7 separate regions of the Mus musculus genome follow, and all the other regions are linked to region 4. A link is a contact called in public HiChIP or PLAC-seq and promoter capture Hi-C data. All regions are on one chromosome and are shown on one strand. The core of a region is the stretch at or near the end of the contact, and the rest is flanking DNA. Distances in the headings are between cores, read along the strand shown. Region 1 has its middle 50 kb from the start of Rasgef1b. Region 2 holds the start of Gpat3 (glycerol-3-phosphate acyltransferase 3). Region 3 holds the start of Prkg2 (protein kinase, cGMP-dependent, type II). Region 4 holds the start of 4930524J08Rik. Region 5 holds the start of Mrps18c (mitochondrial ribosomal protein S18C). Region 6 overlaps A930011G23Rik (RIKEN cDNA A930011G23 gene). Region 7 overlaps Gm36793 (predicted gene, 36793).

The links. Promoter capture Hi-C pulls out the DNA fragments that hold promoters and counts their contacts. HiChIP or PLAC-seq counts read pairs in DNA pulled down with a chosen protein or histone mark.
Region 1: an H3K4me3 HiChIP or PLAC-seq map of bone marrow-derived macrophages shows a contact between it and region 4, with 10 times the contacts expected there. The contact joins the enhancer-like site here to the promoter of 4930524J08Rik in region 4. A contact is called at or near these places in 13 of 39 promoter capture datasets (the 3T3-L1 cell line, 3T3-L1-derived adipocytes, the HPC-7 cell line and 9 more), 4 of 484 Hi-C or Micro-C datasets (cortical neurons, embryonic fibroblasts, epidermal suprabasal cells and 1 more), 19 of 115 datasets of contacts at active chromatin or transcription factors (astrocytes, bone marrow-derived macrophages, cardiomyocytes and 15 more) and 3 of 9 other capture datasets (adipose tissue, liver and pancreatic islet).
Region 2: a contact with region 4 is called in a promoter capture Hi-C map of pre-B cells, with 4 times the contacts expected there. The contact joins the promoter of Gpat3 here to the promoter of 4930524J08Rik in region 4. A contact is called at or near these places in 3 of 39 promoter capture datasets (liver, neutrophils and pre-B cells) and 4 of 115 datasets of contacts at active chromatin or transcription factors (the 230-238 cell line, bone marrow-derived macrophages, large pre-B cells and 1 more).
Region 3: a contact with region 4 is called in a promoter capture Hi-C map of hippocampal neurons, with 2.6 times the contacts expected there. The contact joins the promoter of Prkg2 here to the promoter of 4930524J08Rik in region 4. A contact is called at or near these places in 2 of 39 promoter capture datasets (the 3T3-L1 cell line and hippocampal neurons) and 2 of 115 datasets of contacts at active chromatin or transcription factors (astrocytes and embryonic forebrain).
Region 5: a contact with region 4 is called in a promoter capture Hi-C map of fetal liver, with 2.7 times the contacts expected there. The contact joins the promoter of Mrps18c here to the promoter of 4930524J08Rik in region 4. A contact is called at or near these places in 4 of 39 promoter capture datasets (cranial neural crest, fetal liver, hippocampal neurons and 1 more), 1 of 484 Hi-C or Micro-C datasets (the G1E-ER4 cell line) and 1 of 115 datasets of contacts at active chromatin or transcription factors (pancreatic cancer cells).
Region 6: a promoter capture Hi-C map of liver shows a contact between it and region 4, with 2.3 times the contacts expected there. The contact joins the enhancer-like site here to the promoter of 4930524J08Rik in region 4. A contact is called at or near these places in 5 of 39 promoter capture datasets (the 3T3-L1 cell line, 3T3-L1-derived adipocytes, cranial neural crest and 1 more), 1 of 115 datasets of contacts at active chromatin or transcription factors (bone marrow-derived macrophages) and 2 of 9 other capture datasets (adipose tissue and liver).
Region 7: a contact with region 4 is called in a promoter capture Hi-C map of pre-B cells, with 2.5 times the contacts expected there. The contact joins the enhancer-like site here to the promoter of 4930524J08Rik in region 4. A contact is called at or near these places in 2 of 39 promoter capture datasets (liver and pre-B cells), 1 of 484 Hi-C or Micro-C datasets (pre-B cells) and 1 of 9 other capture datasets (liver).

Annotation. Positions count from the first base shown.
Region 1 is chr5:99,201,791-99,204,490 of GRCm38.p6, forward strand. No RefSeq gene overlaps it. Among named protein-coding and RNA genes, the nearest start is that of Rasgef1b, 50 kb to the right of the region's middle. Within about 2 kb of position 1,446, at least 28 of the 459 cell types and tissues checked have an H3K27ac peak or open chromatin away from gene starts, as enhancers often do. A contact at or near this core is called in bone marrow-derived macrophages, epidermal suprabasal cells and microglia, where this site is marked.
Region 2 is chr5:100,844,823-100,847,539 of GRCm38.p6, forward strand. Gpat3 (glycerol-3-phosphate acyltransferase 3) reads left to right here and starts at 1,407. Exons shown (of 13, transcript NM_172715.3): 1 at 1,407-1,539; 2 at 1,833-2,126. The coding sequence starts at 1,986. It also overlaps a transcript of Abraxas1 not described here.
Region 3 is chr5:99,035,682-99,038,421 of GRCm38.p6, forward strand. Prkg2 (protein kinase, cGMP-dependent, type II) reads right to left here and starts at 1,398. Exons shown (of 19, transcript NM_008926.4): 1 at 1,242-1,398.
Region 4 is chr5:99,977,567-99,980,266 of GRCm38.p6, forward strand. It overlaps 4930524J08Rik, which reads left to right and starts at 1,369. Exons shown (of 2, transcript XM_030254981.1): 1 at 1,369-1,386; 2 at 1,471-2,100. The coding sequence starts at 1,369. The coding sequence ends at 1,986. Hnrnpd (heterogeneous nuclear ribonucleoprotein D) reads right to left here and starts at 1,372. Exons shown (of 9, transcript NM_001077265.2): 1 at 826-1,372. The coding sequence starts at 1,058.
Region 5 is chr5:100,797,267-100,800,054 of GRCm38.p6, forward strand. Mrps18c (mitochondrial ribosomal protein S18C) reads left to right here and starts at 1,493. Exons shown (of 6, transcript NM_026826.1): 1 at 1,493-1,594; 2 at 2,286-2,347. The coding sequence starts at 1,504. Helq (helicase, POLQ-like) reads right to left here and starts at 1,334. Exons shown (of 18, transcript NM_001081107.1): 1 at 1,028-1,334. The coding sequence starts at 1,207.
Region 6 is chr5:99,378,981-99,381,680 of GRCm38.p6, forward strand. The region is part of intron 2 of A930011G23Rik (RIKEN cDNA A930011G23 gene); the gene reads right to left. All of the region lies in intron 1 of Gm35314 (a long non-coding RNA gene), which reads left to right. Among named protein-coding and RNA genes, the nearest start is that of Gm35314, 13 kb to the left of the region's middle. Within about 2 kb of position 1,386, at least 64 of the 459 cell types and tissues checked have an H3K27ac peak or open chromatin away from gene starts, as enhancers often do. A contact at or near this core is called in adipose tissue, bone marrow-derived macrophages and liver, where this site is marked.
Region 7 is chr5:100,908,564-100,911,263 of GRCm38.p6, forward strand. It overlaps Gm36793 (predicted gene, 36793), which reads right to left. Exons shown (of 3, transcript NR_168093.1): 3 at 1,437-1,828. Among named protein-coding and RNA genes, the nearest start is that of Gm36740, 3.3 kb to the right of the region's middle. Within about 2 kb of position 1,363, at least 20 of the 459 cell types and tissues checked have an H3K27ac peak or open chromatin away from gene starts, as enhancers often do. A contact at or near this core is called in pre-B cells, where this site is marked.

The sequences.
Region 1 (2,700 bases), core at 196-2,695, 780 kb before region 4:
CCGCAGTAGGGAAAAAAAGCAGTGTTGTCTGCTAGGATCTGTTTATTCCTCTGGGAATGGGGGCAGAGAGTGAGGAGAGGCCACAACAGCTAGTCTCTTATGGACCTGGAACGAGATTAGAGGATGGATGTGGAGGAGAGGAGAAAAAGATCTGAAGCTCACCCACCTGTTTCTCTGGTCTGCTTGCTTCTCTGTAGGCTTGACTGGCGAGTTGCTAGGGATGCCTACTGGAGTCGTGGGTTGGGATAACAGGATGGAATGATGGGAAAAGCTGGAGAAAACCTGAGTAGTCTGCTAGAGAGCAGAGGAAGACTGTGAGTCGCCATTGTTGAAGTGACCAGCACTTATAGACACTTGGTGTGAATTCAAGTGTGCTGGACACCCCTTTCCGTCTTGAAGGGATGGGGAAGTACAAGAAGCTTTGGCAAGAAGTGTGTGTGTGTGTGTGTGTGTGTGCGCGCGCCCGCGTGTGCATGTGTGTGCCTATGTGTTGCTGGTCTGAGGAATGTATACATTCACACAGAAATGGCCAGGCTACAACTCTAAAGGAGCAAATTCCTTTCCTCTACAAAAGGAAGATATTAATGTCAAAGGTAAATTGGACTGCGGTCATGGTTTTTCCTAAGGATGAATTCTGACTTCAAAGGTCCTGGCTTCTCAAAAAGCCGACAATACCTGCCAGGTAAAAACCATGGTTCTTCTCACAATTCCCACAAGATGGCAGCATTTCACCAAAGATGTCCCTCTCGTTGCCTATAAGAGAAAGAAGTGGAAATCAGTAGAGGACTAGTTGAGAATTCATAAAAGCAGAAAGAGCCCCAAATAGTTCCAAACCCTGGTGGCCCTCCAATTAAATGAAGCTCTTTAGCTTGAGCAGTTGCCTTCTAATACAATGGCTTCCCGCTTCCTACTTCTTAAAACAAGGCCCATCTGATACTCCAGTGCCGGTGCTGTGTTCACCACATGAGGGCGGTGAAGTCCCTTTGACGGCAGAGGATCGATAGTTCTGAATCTATTTTTTTGAAGATGCTTTGGGTTCTGGGACTGGATGAAGGGTGTCCAGTCACCTCTTGGCACCATGGAAGCCACTCACTCTTTCTCCATTATCAGTCTAATCAATATGGTGATTTTCCTGCCTTCAGCCCCCATGGCTCTACAGTTGACCGAGCCTTCTTGAACTCTACTTCAGGCTTCTTCTGAGCTCCCAGCTCAGCCCTATCTGATCCTTTTTGGGTTCCGGAGAAGAGGGAGTGCTATCAGTATCTGTAGTGAGTGTACTTGGAGATACATGCTGACGATCACAAGATGGGTGACTCTGTCACACTGGAGACAGAGAGAAGACACGAGGAGAGTCACAAGTTTGGTGTTGCTTACAGTAGTGGTACAGAACCGTCTCCACTCTCTTGAATTAGGTATGCCTCCAGGATCAACGGTAGCTTTGAGAACAACATCAAGGCTGTTGTGGATCCTTCACTCCACCCTCCCGCACCAGACTCGAGTCAGCGTCCGCTCTTACACCATAGCATGCTATTGCTTTGGCAACCAGTTCTTAGGTCAGCATTGCTGGAGAGAAACAATGGAGAGGATTCAGGAAAAGCATTTAGATGAAGAAAAGCAAGAAAAAGAGGCTTTCTGGGGTGTAAGTAGCTTGAGGTTTATTGGGGATAAAAGGGGGTGGGGAATAAGTGAGTGGGTGGACAGATTGGTGGATGTTGTTCGTAGAGAGGAAGTAGGCTTTGTAAAATCTCTTCAGTGTCTGCCCCACCCCATCCCTGCCACCCCTGTATTTCAGGATGCTGTCTGTGTCTCTGTCTGCCTTGCTACTTCTCAGATTGTATCTGGTGCTGAGTGAGGCAATACTTGTTGGCACTCCCAACCTACACACTCTGTGTTTACAGACAGTTATCATATCATTAGTCATTGCCTAGCAAGTACCGCTTTCATGTTTCCACATCTGGGTCCCTCCCACCCCCTCAGCTGTGTGTGCCCCACTCTCTGATCTCCTTCCAACACTTCCTTCTTCTTCAGACCCCAGAGATCTTCACAGACAACTTGTTGTCTCAGGTAAAAGATCAAAGTTATCAAGGAATGATGGGGGCATGTTGTGTGGACTCAGGGGAGAGCTAATACTTTTCACAACAGTTCTAAAGCCAGAACCAGAACCAAAGAAACTCCATTACTGCACACCCCATTTGCACACAATGTCTAAACTCTTTTTTAAAGTACATGAGTACTGCAATTCAGACCCATGGCATTTTGAAAGCATACCTCTAAAATGGATTGAATACATTTAGCGATTTTCTTTCTCCATTACAGAAAAATCCACTACAGAAGCCATAAACTTTTGTAGAGCAAAGAGGAACAAGACCGAAAGAGAGAGGAAGAGAATCGCAGGAAGGGACCTCAGCCTTGGGCCAGAAGACTTTGCACTCTAAGGCCTTGGCAAGCAGTGGTGCTAGGTGCAGCTATGCATCAGTTGGAGAAGAGATGGGGAGGGGGTGCAGGAAGATGGGGACTGAGTTGATTTGTATCTCTGTGCTTGATTATCTGGCTAGATCAGGAGATGAGAGTAAATGGTAATGAAGCAGCTCCGAGGGAAATCAGGCCAGCACAGCATAAAGGAGAAGCAGGTAAGACTCGGCAGAAAGTGGACATCTCCAACCTTCTGCGGTTTTAATCTGAAAGTCCAGTGCCTGCCAC
Region 2 (2,717 bases), core at 157-2,656, 870 kb after region 4:
TGCTTTTCAAAAAATAATTTTTGTTACGTTTTATTTATTTTGTGTGTGTGGGGAGGCATGCCACCGAGCACAGGTGGGCAGGAGATAAATTGGTTCTCCCCTTATACGGGGGGGGGGGGGGGGGGTAGTGGTGGTGTCCAAAGATTGACGGGTCATCCTAGCTGACTGGCATCAGGCAACTTTGTTGATGAGCCACCTCAATGACCCCAGAAGCTGTTTTGAGAGTAAGCTCCGTTTCCTTCATAACTTCATTGTCCTCCCCTTCCCCCTTCTTAGTGGGAAAAGTGTCTTACACCTACCTGGCAGGAGGCTCAGAGAACAAACTTGTACAGTCTTTAAGGCCGGCTTCCTTCTTCCTCCACCCCTTCTGGAGGTGAGGGCAGCTTTCTCTGCAATATTTGCTGTAAATACTTTCAGTTCATTTTGCTAGCTCTCTCACTTTTTCCAGCTCCCAAACTGACTCCCGACTGTCAACAGTAAGAGTTTGGTCCTTCTAAGAATTGAGGGCCGACTCGGTGATGGTTTGGATCCTAGTCAGTCGCTTTGCAAACTGCTGCTCTCAATATCTTTTCTCACGCTTATTGTTAAAACTGGTTGTCCTGCAGTGGAATACGCGTGCAGGATTTTCCCTTCTTCGTTCTAGTAAGGCCGTTCATCACAGCGGCGTGGGACGTGGACCCCTGAGAAACTCTTAGCCAGTTAGGTGAAGGTTAGTATTTGCGCAGCGTTTTCTGCAGTCGGTGTAGGCGGATGCTAGGGAAGCTTAGACTGGAATCTCCTCCAGGGAGGGGAGTGACAAACAGCCTCTAGGGTGTCCTGTCCTCCCCTCCCCCTCGCCCGCTCACCGGTCCGCCTGCCCTTTTAAAGCAAGGTCTATAAAGGATCTACCTATTTAGTCTTAAGCTGACTGTTGGAACTCAAAACAGCCCAGACCCATCTCCTCGGAATTCTCCAGTCGCAGATTCCCGAGCGTAAGTGCTGGAATTCCAGTCTTCTGCGACACAACCGCTTGGAATTTCTGGGTCTATTTTGTGGCTAGAGAGGTGGTGGCAGAGTGGCTAAGGCGACTTGTGGAGAGAGAGAAAGCGGGCGAGCTTTCTTTCCCTGACTGCAGCTAGGAAGGAGGTAAGAGAGAGCCACGAGCCACGGTGCGCGACTGCCTCACCCTTGTTCAGTAGTTTCCTCCTCCCGAAAGCCCTTCCCAGGAGGTCGTGTTGCAGGCTCACAAACAAGATCTTCCGCAGCGATCGGGGACGTCAGCGGTCCGTTCTGTGGGTGAAGATGGAAAGTCTGCTACCGAAAGAACCTTTGCTGGGAGTGCGGGGGGGCGGGGCGGAGGGCGGCGGCTCTCTAGGCAGCAGCGCCCGGGAGACGCGGTCATGCCCCGGAGCTCCCTGTTGGGTGGCGATGGGGGTGGGGCAAGGGTAGAGTGTAGAAAAAGGGAGCCCGGCGCCCGAAAGCCACTGGCTACCCGCATAGCCCGCAGCCCACGCCGAGGTGCAGGGAACCTGCGGGGATCCTCGCTGCCGGAGGGCCTCGGTGAGTCACCGCGGGGTTGTCGCAATCGTTACCCGGAGGAAATCAGGCCCGGGGTGGGGCGCGTTCCTGGCTGCCTCCATGCACTCTGACTGCACTAGGGTGTCCCGTAGGTCACCCAGCTGGGTCTTCTCGCCAGAGACACTCAGGTCTGAGCCGGCTGCCGTGGCTACAGCTTGGCCTGGGCCTCCAGTAGAGAGTGAGCTTGCGGGGCCAACCGGGACCCAAGGGGAGGAAGCAAGGAGATCGCAGTAGTTCTGAGAGTTCTCGCCTTCCCTTTCCTCTTCGCTCCGCAGAGCTGAAGGGAACGAGGCGGGCGGCAAAGACTCCTCAGAGCCCGGCTCCGGGCTGGACGCTGTGTTTTCCGAACTGCGGCTGGACTGCCTGGGACTCTGACACCTACCGCTCTCGGCTTTCCTGGGGACCTCTTCCTGAGGGCGTGCTGAGACATGGAGGGCGCAGACCTGGCGGTGAAGCTCCTGTCCACCTGGCTGACGCTGGTGGGCGGCCTCATCCTTTTACCCTCGGCCTTCGGATTATCCCTGGGTATCTCGGAGATCTACATGAAGATCCTGGTGAAAACCTTGGAGGTGAGTGCAGGAAAGGATGTGGAGCTCCCGCTGCTCTGAGGACTTCGGATCTTGGAGTGGCAGGGGTTGAGCTTTGAACTGTGAAAGCAATTTGGGCAAGGGGGTCAGTCAGTGGTGGGAGGTCGGGGTGGAGATGGAACGGGGACCCGAGAGAATATTTCAGTTTCTGGTCTGCTGTAGTGAGAAAGACAGCCTGATACCAGTCAAGAACAGTAGCCCACCTCACAAGAATCCCTCTATCTGTATTTCTTCTTCACTACTATTTTTTTTTTTTTTTTTTTTTTTTTCTTACTAGATTAACCCCAGGACAGCCGTTTGCTGTATCAGCAGGTTTATTACCCACTATGCCTCTCGGGCTGTCACTTCACTCTTGAGTTTTTACAGCCCCAGGTTTCAGAGGTCCTTTTGTGACTACAGAGGCATCCTGTTCCACTTGGTGCCCAATATAAGACACCAAATGGCTGGGTGGCAGAGAAGAATCTGATTTTTTTTTTTTTTTTTTTTTTTTTTTTTTTTTTTTTTGGTTTTTCTGGACAGGGTTTCTCTGTGTAGCCCTGGTTGTCCTGGAACTCACTCTGTAGACCAGGCTGG
Region 3 (2,740 bases), core at 148-2,647, 940 kb before region 4:
AAAGTCCTCATTTAAAAGTCCCATGGAAAGAGCTGAAGCCAGAGTTTGGATGGTATTAAAGAGGTATGCAGAGAATTTTTACAATAGTAGAAATAAGAGTACTGATAAGCCCAAGAAAGCGAGCCGAGGAAACTGGAGAAAATGAAAACATAGGAAAAGGGGATAATTGGGAAACAGGGAGAAATCAGACAACAGGAGACTACAGGGCTCGGCCAACAGGCAGGCAGCATGTGCCTTCTTTCCCTGTGATGAGAATTCTCACTTGCATCCTGTGAAGACAGAGGCCCAGAGTCAAGGACTGTTAAAAGCTGGGTTCACAGGTACCACCTTTGCAATTTGTTTATTCTTAGTTACGGCCTGTTGCGAAGGAGAGTCCAGTCTAGTTTTTCAGAGGGAATTCTTCACTTCATCACCTCACTAGCCCGGTGTGCAAAACGCAACAGGAGCCTGAGTAGCAGCTGTTGTCTACTCTGTGGGATGATCGCCTTCTTTGTGAGCTAAATAGAAACTTGCAAAGATGAGAAACGGTTTCTAAGGCGCTTGTGCGTATGGGGGTGTGGCAGGGAGCAGGTGGATGTTGCATTCTCTTTAAGGAAAATAAAAGCCCCTTTCCTATTGAACTTTGGAAACAAGCATGCTAAAAGCTAGGGTCATCCTTTCTCATGGGCCGCTGAGCTGGTTCTGTTCTCAGCTCTGGCCTCCCTGCTCTGCCTACGTGCTCAGCTCTCCTACTTACACTTGAAACCTATTTCTTTTTTTCTCTCTCTCTCATTTCCAAAGTGGCTCTTTGCTTAGCGTTTCTTTGCTCTCTTTGCTTCTTCACGAAGATGTGCAGAACTGTGCAAGCGCCTCGGGGTGCTGAGTGACAAGAAGACACCCAAACAAGTTTACAAGCACTTGTAAAAGTCCTTGCAGGAGTCTTGTGTGCCCAATCAGCTATTCAGACATTGGAGAACTAAGCCAGGACGGCACACCGTGACAGCGCCCCTGAGCCCCCAGCCCCAGAAGAGCCCAAAGGACGCTGCAGCCACACTGCGCTCTAAACCCAACTGCTGTATGGAGCCACCCTCGCCACAAGGAGAGAAGGAAACGCGTCCACATGTCCGCATGCAAGCAGCAAGAGAGACGGGCTGGGTGTGGGAGAAGTGCCCACCGCGCAACGCACGCCCAGTGGCACCCGCGTGTCCCCACTCCCGTCCCTGGTCGCGAGCCCCACGGGTGCCCGAGCCCCCCAGCCTCACCAGGCCGCCGGGTAACTTTCCAGGTGCGCAGCTCGTCCCCTCCGCGCGGCCGCAGCGTCTTGGCGTCCTCCGCCACGCCGCCCCTCTGCGGCCCCGGCCGGGCTCAGCTCAGCTCTGCCCCGCCGCGCCGTGCGCACTGTGCCGGGTCCGGGCTGCTGGCGGGCGCCGCCGCTCGCGCTGCGTGGGAGCCGGGACGCGGCGGGCGCGCTGCGGGAGGGAGCTGCGGCGACGTGGGTGCTGCCGCCTGGCTGCTCTGCGGGGGCCGCCGCGAGAAGGAGGCGCGCCGGAGGGAGGAGGGAGCTCAGCGGAGAGGAGGGACGGAGGAGGGCGGGGGTCAGCCCGGCGTGGCGTGGGAGAGCCCGGAGCCCGCTTCCTTGAAGGTGGGGTCACCCGCGCCGGCGCGAACCTGTACTCCGGAGCCGGCCTGCGGCGACGGCGACAGTCTGCACTTTATACCCCGAACCTCCGGCGTGAGGCAACTTAAGTAGGGCGATAACATCGTGGATGCAAGCGGGTGGTTGGTTGTGTTATTATTTTTATTTCAAGTGTGTGGGCCGAGGGAGAGGAAAGTTGAGGGGGGTATTCATCATCGCCTTCCCTCCCCACCCTTGTGCCTCCAGCCTGCTTCACTGTGGGCTCTTGCTCTCCCTTGCTGGGTCTCTCTCCATTCTGCCTTCCCTTCCAGAGCGCAAAGGGACAGGCGCACACACCCTGGCCATGCTCTCTGGTGTCACAGAGGTGCCCTTCTACATGACACGTGACCCAAGGGCTGCTTGGCCCGCGTGCTCTTCTAGGACTCTGGAACCTTAACTCGCATCTAGTCAGTTCACTGAATGTGATGCATGCTGGGGACAGTGGCTAAACCGAGTTTCAAGGGACAGGAATTAATACCTCCTGATTCTGTGAGACTTTAGCATGAGCCTCTCTTGGTTATTCAAGCAGGTAATTTAATACTCTCCTGTGGCCTTTTAGACACAGTATTCCGAGGTGTGCGTTATGGTTTTTCTAAATATAAATGGATATACTCGCCCACCGCAGTATGCTATGCTCTGGTAGTGTGCTCTCCCGTAGTGAGTTCCTGTTTCTTCATCCTCCCAGAGGAATGTCTGTGGCAGATTCACAAGGACAAGGGCAGTTTCTCTGCACAGTGAGAGGTACAGTGAGGGTCTATTCTTCAGTTTGTATCCAGAGAACGTGAGACCGCGACTCCCTAGGGGTATCAAACATCCGGTAGGCCACGGGGTTTCCTGCAACTCCAGCATGCACTATTACATACATAACCCCACATAGAATGAGGCCTGTGTACACTTGTTGAATGGGTTCATTAAGCCTCAGAGGACGAAGAGCGGTTGTTTGTTTTTCTATTAACTGGACAAAATTAAGGCCAGGTACTTTTTCTCAAATCCGTACATTTCACGTTGGCTAACCAGAGATGGTGAGATGAAGAACTCCAAAGAAATGGAAGAATCCATAGGAAAATATCTAAAAGTCATGGTAAG
Region 4 (2,700 bases), core at 119-2,618:
CTGTACAAATAGGCAACCCAGAATCTGAGGGCGCGAAAAGGGTGCATAGAGAGAATAACTTGGCAGAATGGGGGAAGGGCAACCGCAGGCGGGAGGTGGAAGAGCCCCAGTCAAGTACAGGCCCCATCGACCAGGAAGGACTTAAATGGAGCCCGCGGAGCCACACCAACGCGCCAGCAGACCAGGGACTTTGGCAGGCCCGGTCTGTCTACAGCACAAACGCAGGGCCTGTAGGAGCGTGTCGTGGTGACAGCGTAAAGTGGACAGAACGAACGAATCCTAAGACGAAAACTATTTAAAAGCAATGGCCTGCGGCCGACGCGGGAGAAAAGAGAGGTGGACAGCCTACAGCTTTCCCAAAGCAAGAGCGTGTCAATAATCGCACCGTCTCGGGGGCGAGGGCGAAGCGCCCGACCAACCTTGGCAACCCTGGTAAAAAGCTTTTCTGTGCGTTTGCATTTTTAAGCCTAAGAGGTTAGAAATCCGGGAGACGTGGGGGTGGGGTGGGAGGGTAAGCTCCGACAGGCGGGAAAAAATCCTGGCGGCCACATCGGTGGGAGGAGACCCGCGGCGAGGGAGGAAAGAGGGCGGGCCGCGGAGTAGCATGGTGACGGCTAAAGGTGGAAACGTGTGTGATGGGGGAGGGGGCGAGCAGGCAGGGAAGGAGATGCAGGCCCGGGGGGGAGCCCGAGGTACAAGAGGGGCGGCCGAGGGGGCGACTGCACTGGGGCCTGCGGGCGGGCGGGCGGTCGCGGGAGCGAGGCCTAATGGCGGGGAGGGGGAGGGGGCCTGGCGAGCGGCTGCCCGGGGCCGCCCCTTACTCACCCTTCATCCTCCTCGTTCTTACTGGCGTCGATCTTGGCTCCCTCTGCCTCGGCGCTGCCTCCTTCGGTGCCTCCGGCCGCAGAGCCGCCGCCGCCGCTCCCGCTTCCCGCCGCCGCCGCCGGCCCCTGCGCCGCCGCCGCCACCATGGCTCCCTCCTGCTCGCCCGCCGAGCCGCCTACCGCCGCCGTTGCCGCCGCCGCCGCCCCGTCCCCTCCGAACTGCTCCTCCGACATAGTGCTACTGCCGCCGCCGAAGACGACACCCGCCGACGCCGCCGCCGCCGCGAACCGAAACTAGCAGCAAAGTAATCCCCGCCGCCGCCGCGCGATGCCCGCTCTACCTCGCGAGGCACCCTAGACAAGGCGCGCGCGTGGCTGCAAGGGCTCCTGCGCCTCTCCCCGGCCTGCCCCCCTCGCCTCCCACTCTCGCGCAGCGCGCTCTCTCGCTCTCCCCGGCTGCACTGAAAAAAAAAAGAATGAAGTAGCAGCGGCGGCCACTCTCGCCTCCTCCTCGCTTTAATGGCGCCGCCGCGGACCACCTAAAATGGCCGACGGAAGAACGGCGCGTCCCGGTCACGTGGCTCCGGAGCGCGCCCTTTGCGCCTCCCCCGCCCCCGTCCACCGCTAGGCCCCGCCCCCCGCGCAGGCCCCGCCCTCCCCGTCCCTTTCCGACTGGCTCTCACGCCCCGCGGTCGCGCGGCGCGGGCCTTTAAAGAGGACCGGAAGTGGCGTGCGCAAGAGGGGCGCGCGGGTACCATCGAGAACAAGGAGCGCTGGTTCGAGGGCGCGGCTAGAGAGGCCTCCCCCGCCCCCGTCCCTTGGCCCCGCCCTTCCGCGGATTCCTGGAGTCACCGGCCGCTCCTCGGCTTTGGTTGGCAGGCGCGGCCGACCTGGAGGGGTGTGGTTCGTCCATCCCCAGCGGAGACTTCGTGGAGGCTGCCCTCAGGGAGCCACGGCTGTGGGCCCCGGGACCTGCGTGGGGCAGCGGGCCGCGCCTGTGCAGTGCTCCGCCGTCCCTGCGCCGGGTGACATTGAGGCTCCGCCGCGGCGCTGTCCAAAGGCGGCTTTGATGGTCGAGGCTGCCTCTTCTCAGAGTTGCTTCCCTAGTCTTAAGCTTTGCCTCCGTTATTACAAGAGCCTAACGCCGGCCACGATTCTTTGAAGTCACTATGGATTGGGAAGTGTATGTATTAAGGTCGACTCCAGGGCTCCTTTTTTTTTACGAGTTACAGTCCTTGTATTAAACAGGATATATAAATGTCATGAATCATCTTTACGAGGTTTCTGGGTTTGTGGTGTTGAGGTGGCGATTTTATAAAAAGAAAAAAATGAAACGCCGTTAGGCGTGTGATTCACGATTTTAAAATTAATCGCTAAGAAACCTATTGGAATTCCTACTCAGGAGTTAGACTTTGAAGCTTCCTGCAAGACTTAGAAGAAAATGGAATTTCTGGTTTGGTTTGGTTTGGTTTGGTTTGGTTTTTTTTGTCGTCAACCACTCGACTGCTTAGTAAGTATCCAGTTTCCAAACAGGGTTTGGAGAAGTTTACAAAAGACAGCATACAGGGACAGGACTTCAGCCCAGCTAATTAGGTACACGCTGTAATCCCAGAACTGTGATCCCAGAGAAGGGAGGAAGGACTGTTGAGGCCAACCTGGCATTACCCCTTAGCAAAACACATAAAAAAATTTTAAATAAATGCTTCCCATGGTGTACTTTAAGTCAATTTACAGTAACTGTACATAATCTGAAAATCCCAACGATTAAAACAAGATTTATCACTACAGTTTGTTACAGAATCCATAAAATGAAAGAATATGCATCAAATAGTGGAAATGTCTTCAACATTGAGCAAATCACAGACAGGCAACCACC
Region 5 (2,788 bases), core at 243-2,742, 820 kb after region 4:
GCTAAGAAACATTTTTTTAAAAGTCAGAACAGGATCTCACCTTACTGAGGCTACACACTCCTGATCCTCCTGCCTGTTTCCTGAATGCCTCACCATGCCTGGTTTTAGGAGGTGTTGGGATCAAACCCAGGGTGTTGGGCATTCTAAGCAAACATTCTGTCAACTCAGATACATCCCCCAAGGGGTGATACTGGAATTCTAAATTATTTATTCTGGTGCTGCCATGTGAGCCCAGGGCCTGCCCCAGGCTCCGCTGCTGAACCTAACCGCCCAGTCTTTGGCATTTTAATTCTTAAACCTATGCTAAAGCACTTAAGAATGAAAGAACAGTAACTCTCTCCAAGATTCAATAGATGCTTCTGATAACTGTGGTAATTCCGGCCCAGGCACTAACGTAGAAGCTGGTCTGCTACAAAATCATGATTGTGCCATTAGACACTACAATGTTCCACTAGACACTACAATGAAATTCTGTTCTGAACTTGGAATTGAGACAGTCATGTGCACACTCATGTATGGTGGCTTACAGAACAGAGATGTAAACTGGGAGGTGATAATTATTTATTGAGTCACAACTTTAGTCTCTCAACTTCCCTGGACTCACTTACCGTTGTAAAAGTCTACATAATATGGCTAGTTTAATAACGTAACTAGCAATTAATGGGTCATCAATAAAAATGTTTTATCAGTAAAGTAGAGCCGAGCCATTTGGAAGGCTAGCTTTCTCTCTGTCAAGCCAGTTAATTGCCCCGTGAATACTTTTTATGACAGGGGATGGAAGGAGCATGTAGGTTTGACATCTACCTAGAAGTCGGGGGTTTAAGCAGTGTCTCCCAAGTGATGGAGATAAAAGGATAACAAAGGTGAGAGAGCGAGCTAAGGCTACTCATGATGTGCACCTGGGAAGAAGGCGGTTTCACCTCCCGCGCAGCCGTGCCCGGGGCGGGACACGCGGTTGCCACCGCAGCCCCTGGGATGACAGGACCGGGCGAGTCAACGGGGATGCGGGGACTCAGCAGGGCTGTACCTGGGCGTGCTCCGGGCTCCCGGTTTTCCGGCGGCGGCTCCCGGCTGCAGCTTCGTCCTCCGTGTCCTCGGCAGGCTGGAGCTCGGCCGGGGTCGGGGAGGCACGGAGGTTCTCCAGGTTGCCGCGGTTCCTTTTGCGGACAGACACCCGCCGGCGGATGCGGGGACAGCCGTCCTCCATGACAACGGCCCAGAGTCCCTGCGACAGCCGCCCTGGGTGCAGCCCGGAGCCGGTGGCGCCGTTCTGGAGACAGCAGGTGACCCAGCATCAGCTTTCCATCCCTCAGCAGCGCAGCCCCGGGTCACGTGACTTCCGGCCCGGGAAGCGCGGGAAGATAAAGGTGCAGTGCATTGAAACCCGGGCCGCGTTCGCGCCGGAACCTTTGCGTCGAATCCCGGGCAGACAGGGGAAGAGCACCAGAAAGGACCTGTCGGGGCGCTTAGGGAAATAGAAAGGAAGAGGAAGGGCGGAGAACCATGGCCGCTCTGGTTGCTCTGTGCAGTGGTATAGGGAGGAAGAATTTGACAACCGCGGCTGGCTGCTTCACGGATCGCGGAACTCAAGCAGGTAAAACGTCCGGCATAGCATTATAGCCGCTGATTGTCGGTGGGGTCCTCGCCGTTAGCAAAATGACTATTTCAATAGAACTAGGTTTGAGATAAGTGGGAGGCTCGAGTCATCGTAGACTAGTTTCCTAGAGCTGAAGAGGACTTTGAGGTGTAGTCAACCACTTTACCCCGTTACTTATTCACTTTACAAAAACCTATCGCCCCGACTCCTCAATAAGACTTTCTGGACACTTGTTGGCTGTGGTTCTCTTGCATCTGTTTCCATCCGCTGCTTGGACGAAGCCTCTCAGGAAACAGTTATGCTATCTAGGCTCCTGTCTCCAAGGTGTAGTCAACTCTTTTTTTGTTTGTTTGTTTTATGCTTCTTTGTCAATGTCTTGAATCTTTTTATTTCTCCTTTGGAATGACAGTACCATTCTGTTGTTTCTGTACATATTTGAATTTCAATCCGTAACTGTAGAAATGAGAAAGAATTTATAGGAGAGGAAGTATATATGTCCTTTATCCAAAGCCTTTGGAACCGCTCATTTTGAGTCCTATTATGTCCCAAATCTAACAGGTTGCTAACTAATCATTGAAAAGAATGTTTGATATTGTGCCCTTTGATTATCTAGCATCTTTAAAAACGTAAATCTTGGTTAGATATGCAGCGAATGAAAACAATTGTGTTGTCGCCATTTTCTCTTTAGTTTCTGTGATTTGGAGACGATGTTTTTCACAGTTTGAACAGGTAACCAGCAATGAGGACCTGGTAAGATTTCGTTTTCTTTTTTTAAAGAAGACATTATTTTATTATTTGTATGTATGTGGGGGAGGGGAGTTGTGGAAGCCAGAAGAGGGCATTGGATTCTCCTGGAGCTGGAACGAGGTGGTCGTGAGCCACTGGGTGTGGGTGCTGGGATTCAAACCCTGTACTTAGTAACATTAGGGAGTACTTTTAACCACTGACACCTATCCAGCCCCAGGTCCCCCTCCCCCCATATTACTAATTCATTTCCAAATTCAGCCTAATTTTTAATATTTGGAATTCAATTATAGGACAAAATAATGGTTATCTTTTATTGACTATAGTCACTTGTGTTTTGTAGAGAATTCCTAGATTCAGTCTGTAATGTATTCTTCTTCATAGATATTAAATATAAGGATACATGATTTGAGAATATCTAAATATAGCTTCGGTGGGTAGGATAAT
Region 6 (2,700 bases), core at 136-2,635, 600 kb before region 4:
TTCTGTCTGAGGCTCCTTCGGTTGCTATAGCAACGTAGGAACTGGCTTTCTTAGGGGCTTGAGCAGCCTGGTTTGCTGCAGGCCAAACATTCCCTTGCTACCTTTGCACTGGGTATGCTTGAGACTAAGACAACAGAGCATTCTGGAAACACAGATTTCTTACCTATGAATTGATTGTTGGGTGGGAAAATATGACTCTGGCTTCCATGAGTTCACAGGCAACGTGTATACTAGTGACGGACATGGAGCAACAACTCAAAGGCCTCCTCTTCTCTCTCTCATTACCTCTCTCATTTCAGGCTTTTCTCAGAGTTTCCTTGTCTCTTCAGTGGTCAAGTGCTTAGATAGCTGCTCTTAACAGTTGTTGCCCGGACCCCCTCCAACTCACTGATTGCTGAATATGGGAATGGGAATGCTTAAGACGGACGGAATAAAGAGAGGAACGGAGAGATGTTTATGCTCCAGCTCCGCCCCCACCTGCCCAGGCGGAACTGACTGTCCTCCAGACCCCTCCAAAGTGAAAGCAATTATCACCTCTTCTCTTCCCAGGATAAACTCAGTGCTCCCAAGGAGCTGTGAAGGTCAGCAGTCCCCAAGGGGGTTTTGCGGCACCTACTGGCTCGAACTTTCTGAGAGGGCTTCTCCAGGAGAGCAAAGCGTGAAAGGGCTTCAGCTGGGGTTGTGAACTTTCACGTTTGTCCTGGAGTCGGAAATATACGAGTGGCTCTTTGTACCAAGAAATGACCCTGGGTTTTGAAGGAGGACAGGGATCATCTGGGGTTTCCCAGCTGGGTGAACAGGGGATGTGCTCACATTTGCTTAAGAGTTGTCACTGGATCTTAAACTTCCCTCTGAAACCAGAACCTTGTTTTAAAACTTTGTTTAAGACATGGCTATTTAAGGCCATTGGCTTCCCCCCCCCCCCGCCCCCTCCCCTCATCCTCTTCTCAACACCTCCAGGCTGGGTGGAAACCTTACAAGCTTACTTTGCCATAGAAGCAGATTCATTCAAGGGTTACCGTTCCTGTAACTTCACCCTGATACTTTTGGTTTTTTAAATCAGGAGCAAGCAGGTAGAGTGTCAGTGCTCATAAGGAACTGCCAGGAGAGCATCTTAGTGTAGTTGCCCCTCACATCGCGCCAGAGCCACGGAGCACACAGCTCTCTGGTACCTGTGACATTTCCAACACTCTGGAGGAAGAGCAGGGAGCCAGCACCTGCATCCAGATATGAAAGATAACTGCTGCTCGATCTGCCCCTCCCTCCCTCCCTCCCTGCCAAGCCAGCTGCTGTCACTTCCTTGGAAAGGTCAAGCACACAGATACAGTGAGGTGTCCTTGGGGAAGGAGGAGGGGAGGGTGGAGGGACGCTGCGTGTTGACTCACTGGGGCTTGACTAGACGCCCTCCTGTTTGCTCCACGCGAGTAGAGTCTGGCTGAACTCGAGTGAACTGTGTGCTCCCTGCAACATCGCCTCCTCCCTATTTGGTTATTATTATCACGGGCTTCCGAGCAGACAGGGGAGGGGAGTCAACGTAGAGAACATCCTGACTTTTAGGTTTCCCAGGCCCGACCCTGTCAAACCTGTCCAGTCTATGCATTTTTTTTTTCCCTGTATCTCCCTTGGTCCTCGTTTCTCTGAAACAAAAAGCTACATATAAATGTCCATTTTACAGTGAATTTTGAAGTGCCCTTGGCCTTCTACCATGCTTTGTGGATGTCCTCAATGCCTGCACCTACCACAAAGCTGCCATCACATAGAACATTAAAATAGGCCTTGCTGAAAGAGATGTCAGCAACAGGGCTCGCTCCCGTGTGTGAGCTTCCTGCCAGCCTTGATCCAAATGCACACGTGTGTAAGAGAGCGCACTACAGTGGGGTAGATCCTTGTACCTACGTCCCATCCCGTGCTGCGCGTTCCCAGCGTTTTTGTTTTGTTTTGTTTTGTTTTGTTTTGTTTTTTGCGCCTGGATTGTTAACACGTAGTAACTATATGATACCCTATGAACGGCTGCTCCTCCAGAACCAAAGACGCAGGATCTGGAGGACGAAGGGCAACAACAGGATATCCAAGAGGAGTTCCTGTGAGGATCCAGTATTGATAGTGTGGCAGAGGCCTCAAACCAGACCAATGACTCACTGAGGGGAACATTTGCAAGCAAAGCACTGGGCAAAAGGGTATACTGTGAGACACACCCTGGCTTCCATGGAGAGATTGTTTTGTTTTGTTTTGTTTTGTTTTATTTTGTTTGGTGGGGGGAGGTTGCAAGGGGGGAGGAAAGATATGGAGGGTTGAAGAGATGAGTAGGATTGGGGTGCATGATGGGAAATTCACAAAGAATAAATAAAAGTTCAAAAAAATAGTGTAGCCTGTGCTTTGATATCTTCAGGTATATATATATATATATATATATATATATATATATATATATATATATATCGTTTCCTTCCCTGTAATTAAAACTGCTCTTTTCTATCTGTGTTTTGAATAATTTCTTTAAGCTATATTCCCCAAAGTAGAACTCTTGGACCAAAGACATAAACATGTTTACAGCTCTTGCTATTTATTATTAGCTTATAACTTTTCACAAGGGCTTGATCGATTTACAGAGCTGTCTCTAATATACGAGAGGTATGTGCATATCTATTATGACATACATACATCATCTCTTTTTTTTTAAGTAGCAAAACCACACACAAA
Region 7 (2,700 bases), core at 113-2,612, 930 kb after region 4:
ATACTTTAGTCTGGTGTTTATAAAGGCAAAACCCTCAAGTTTGCGTACTTCCCACCTTCGTCCTATCAGGGGCCAGCATGCATCCTAACGTACTTCCTGCTTTGTACCACCCGCCTATCTGTGATAAAGGGAATCCTGTGCAGTTGGGGCAACCACCGTTGTTTACAAAAGTGAAAACACCTGGCTTGTTATCTACCATGAACAACATGGTAGATAAAAATGCCCCCTGGCATTCCAGAAAGTTAACTGTCCTTGGGCAAGTGGAGTTTACAGGTTAGAGGCATTTTCGTTTTATGGATCTCTTAATCACGGTAATTAAAACTTAAAGCATAACTTTAACCCTCGCACTAGATTAAATATTAACTGAATCAAACCAGACTCTAGACAGGCAATTGTACCTGGATGCTTCTGGAAGTTTCCTCTCTGATGCTGAGAATAACGCGTGGGTAATGGCGGGACAGCGAGGGCTGCTGTGGTGCGCCCCGCTTCTCTGGCAGCTGTTCAGTGCACCGTCTCTGCTCAGTGCAGGGCAGAGAGCCAAGGAGAGTCTCTGAAAACCCATAGGGCCTGGAGCAAGACTTTCCAAAGTCTACCTCCCCACCCCCTTTCTATGAGAGATGACAGACAGCAATAAAAATTCTGAGGCCCTGAATATTTCCCACTGCTGCCTCACAGCCTTGCAGCCAGAGGGAAATTTCTACATTCAGCACCAAACACACGTCTGTCTGAGCTCGGAGTGCTTAGCCTGCTATGGGACACATCGCTTCTCACATCTGAACCTAAAAGGGATAACTCACTTGAACAGAAACTCACAGCGACTTTTTGTTCCAGGAAACAGAGGTTCTGCGGTGACATTTTTCTCCTTCCAGGGGAGCATAAGAAGGTGGGGATGCTAGCGGTGCATGTTTCAGGAGGGAATTCAACTTTATAGAACCACCCAGAATCGAGGAGGAATGAGCTATGGTGGCCTTAAATAAAGATGATGTAAGAAACAAGGGTCTGGAGAGATGGGTCAGTGGGTAAAACTGCTTGCTTCTCAGTCCTGAGGATGGGAGCTTGATCCTAGCATCCCGTAACAAGCCAGAATTCATTTCTAGAGTCCAGCCTCTGTGCGCATGCGTCCATTCACACGCAGCCATGCTAATACATAAGATGAGTATTTTAAAGTGATGAAGGAAAGAGCCCGTTTCCTCACTGTGCCCTGGGAGCTGGTCTGGATTAAATAGAAGCATTTTGGCCGTGCCTTCAACCTTTTCCCTCCATTCTCTCTCTCCTATTTATAGTGACTCCTTCAGCGCATGCCTGGCTCAGGTTCCTCTGCTCTGTTCGTTCCGGCTTGCTATTTTAAACACTTGCGGAGGTCGTCCTGAGCTGCAGTCATGTGTCTCTCGGCAGCAAAAGTCACTCGACTAAGAAAGGCACAACGCTCACTGAAGTGATGTCCAAATTAGATTTTTTTTTTTAAAGAATAGACTTATTTCAAGTATCTCTGTGGATTATTCTTAGATGTGTTTTAGAGCAAGAAGCGCTTGGTTCCCAGAACTGATGCCATTTTTTGACGTGATCTTGTCAAATAGTTCATTACATCACTAAAAGGAAATTCAGTTTCACGGACTATGAGTAAGTCAAGTCCTTAAGCCAAACTTTCCATTCTACTAAGAGAATACAGTCTCTGGGCCATAAGAGGTTGGTGGAAATCTCTTGTCCAGGGCTGATCCATCAGCTGTCAGTCACTCACTCTCGGGATCCTGTGCAGCCCTGTGTCTCTGCTTTCACCTCTGTTCATCGTAAAGCAAGGCTTCTCTGATTATGGCCCGGCAGCCTTTGTCTGTGAGAGTGTACACAGATATTTAGAAGCCAGTTGGCTGGGCTGGCGAGTTGGCTTTAAGAGCAGTCTTTCCAAAGTCCTGAGCTCAATTCCCAGCAACCACATGGTGGTCACAACCATCTGTAATGGGATCTGATGCCCTCTTCTGGTGTGTCTGAAGACAGCTACAGTGTACTCATATATGAAAGGAGAAGGAGGAGGAGGAGGAGGAGGAAGAGGAGGAGGAGGAGGAGGAAGTGGAGGAGGAGGAGGAGGCAGCAGCATTTTGCTACTGTAGTTTCTCCCCTAGGACCTAAACTGTCATGGAGTTTTGACTGTGTTTATCATACCAGGCACAAGTTCTCTCCTATGGAGTGAGCCAAAGATGAGTTAGTTTTCTTACATGTTGCAATACTTTCTGGTACAGAAGATTTTGTTCTGCAGTTTATGGGTGAACTTTAGGGAGCGTGTCTTGTGGTAACAGATCAATGTAAGTTTTGGATCAGTCACCTGCCCTATAATGCTATCTTTCTGAGCAAGAACCCTACAGATGCTCATTCACATATGCATGCATTCTTTGGTCATTTGGGGAAAAATGTTTTCTGCGCAAGACAGAAATATTTTCCTATTCGAGTGCTCCGACTATCCCAGCGTTGGCAAACTCAGGTTGTCTGCTGGCAATCTTGTGTTCTCTCTCTCCTCTTGCTTAGCTGTTTCCAGCCCATGAACTAGAGGATGAGACCAGGCTCCAAATGGGTGAGTGAGGGTTTTGAGCCCTGGCTCCTTCTTGTGATGGGTTGGTTGGCTGTAGCCTAGGTGCTGTGCTCGAATAGGGGCAGAGCCTTAGGTATGCATGAAGGTGTTAGTGTTCCTTCTATGCCCTGCCCAACAGT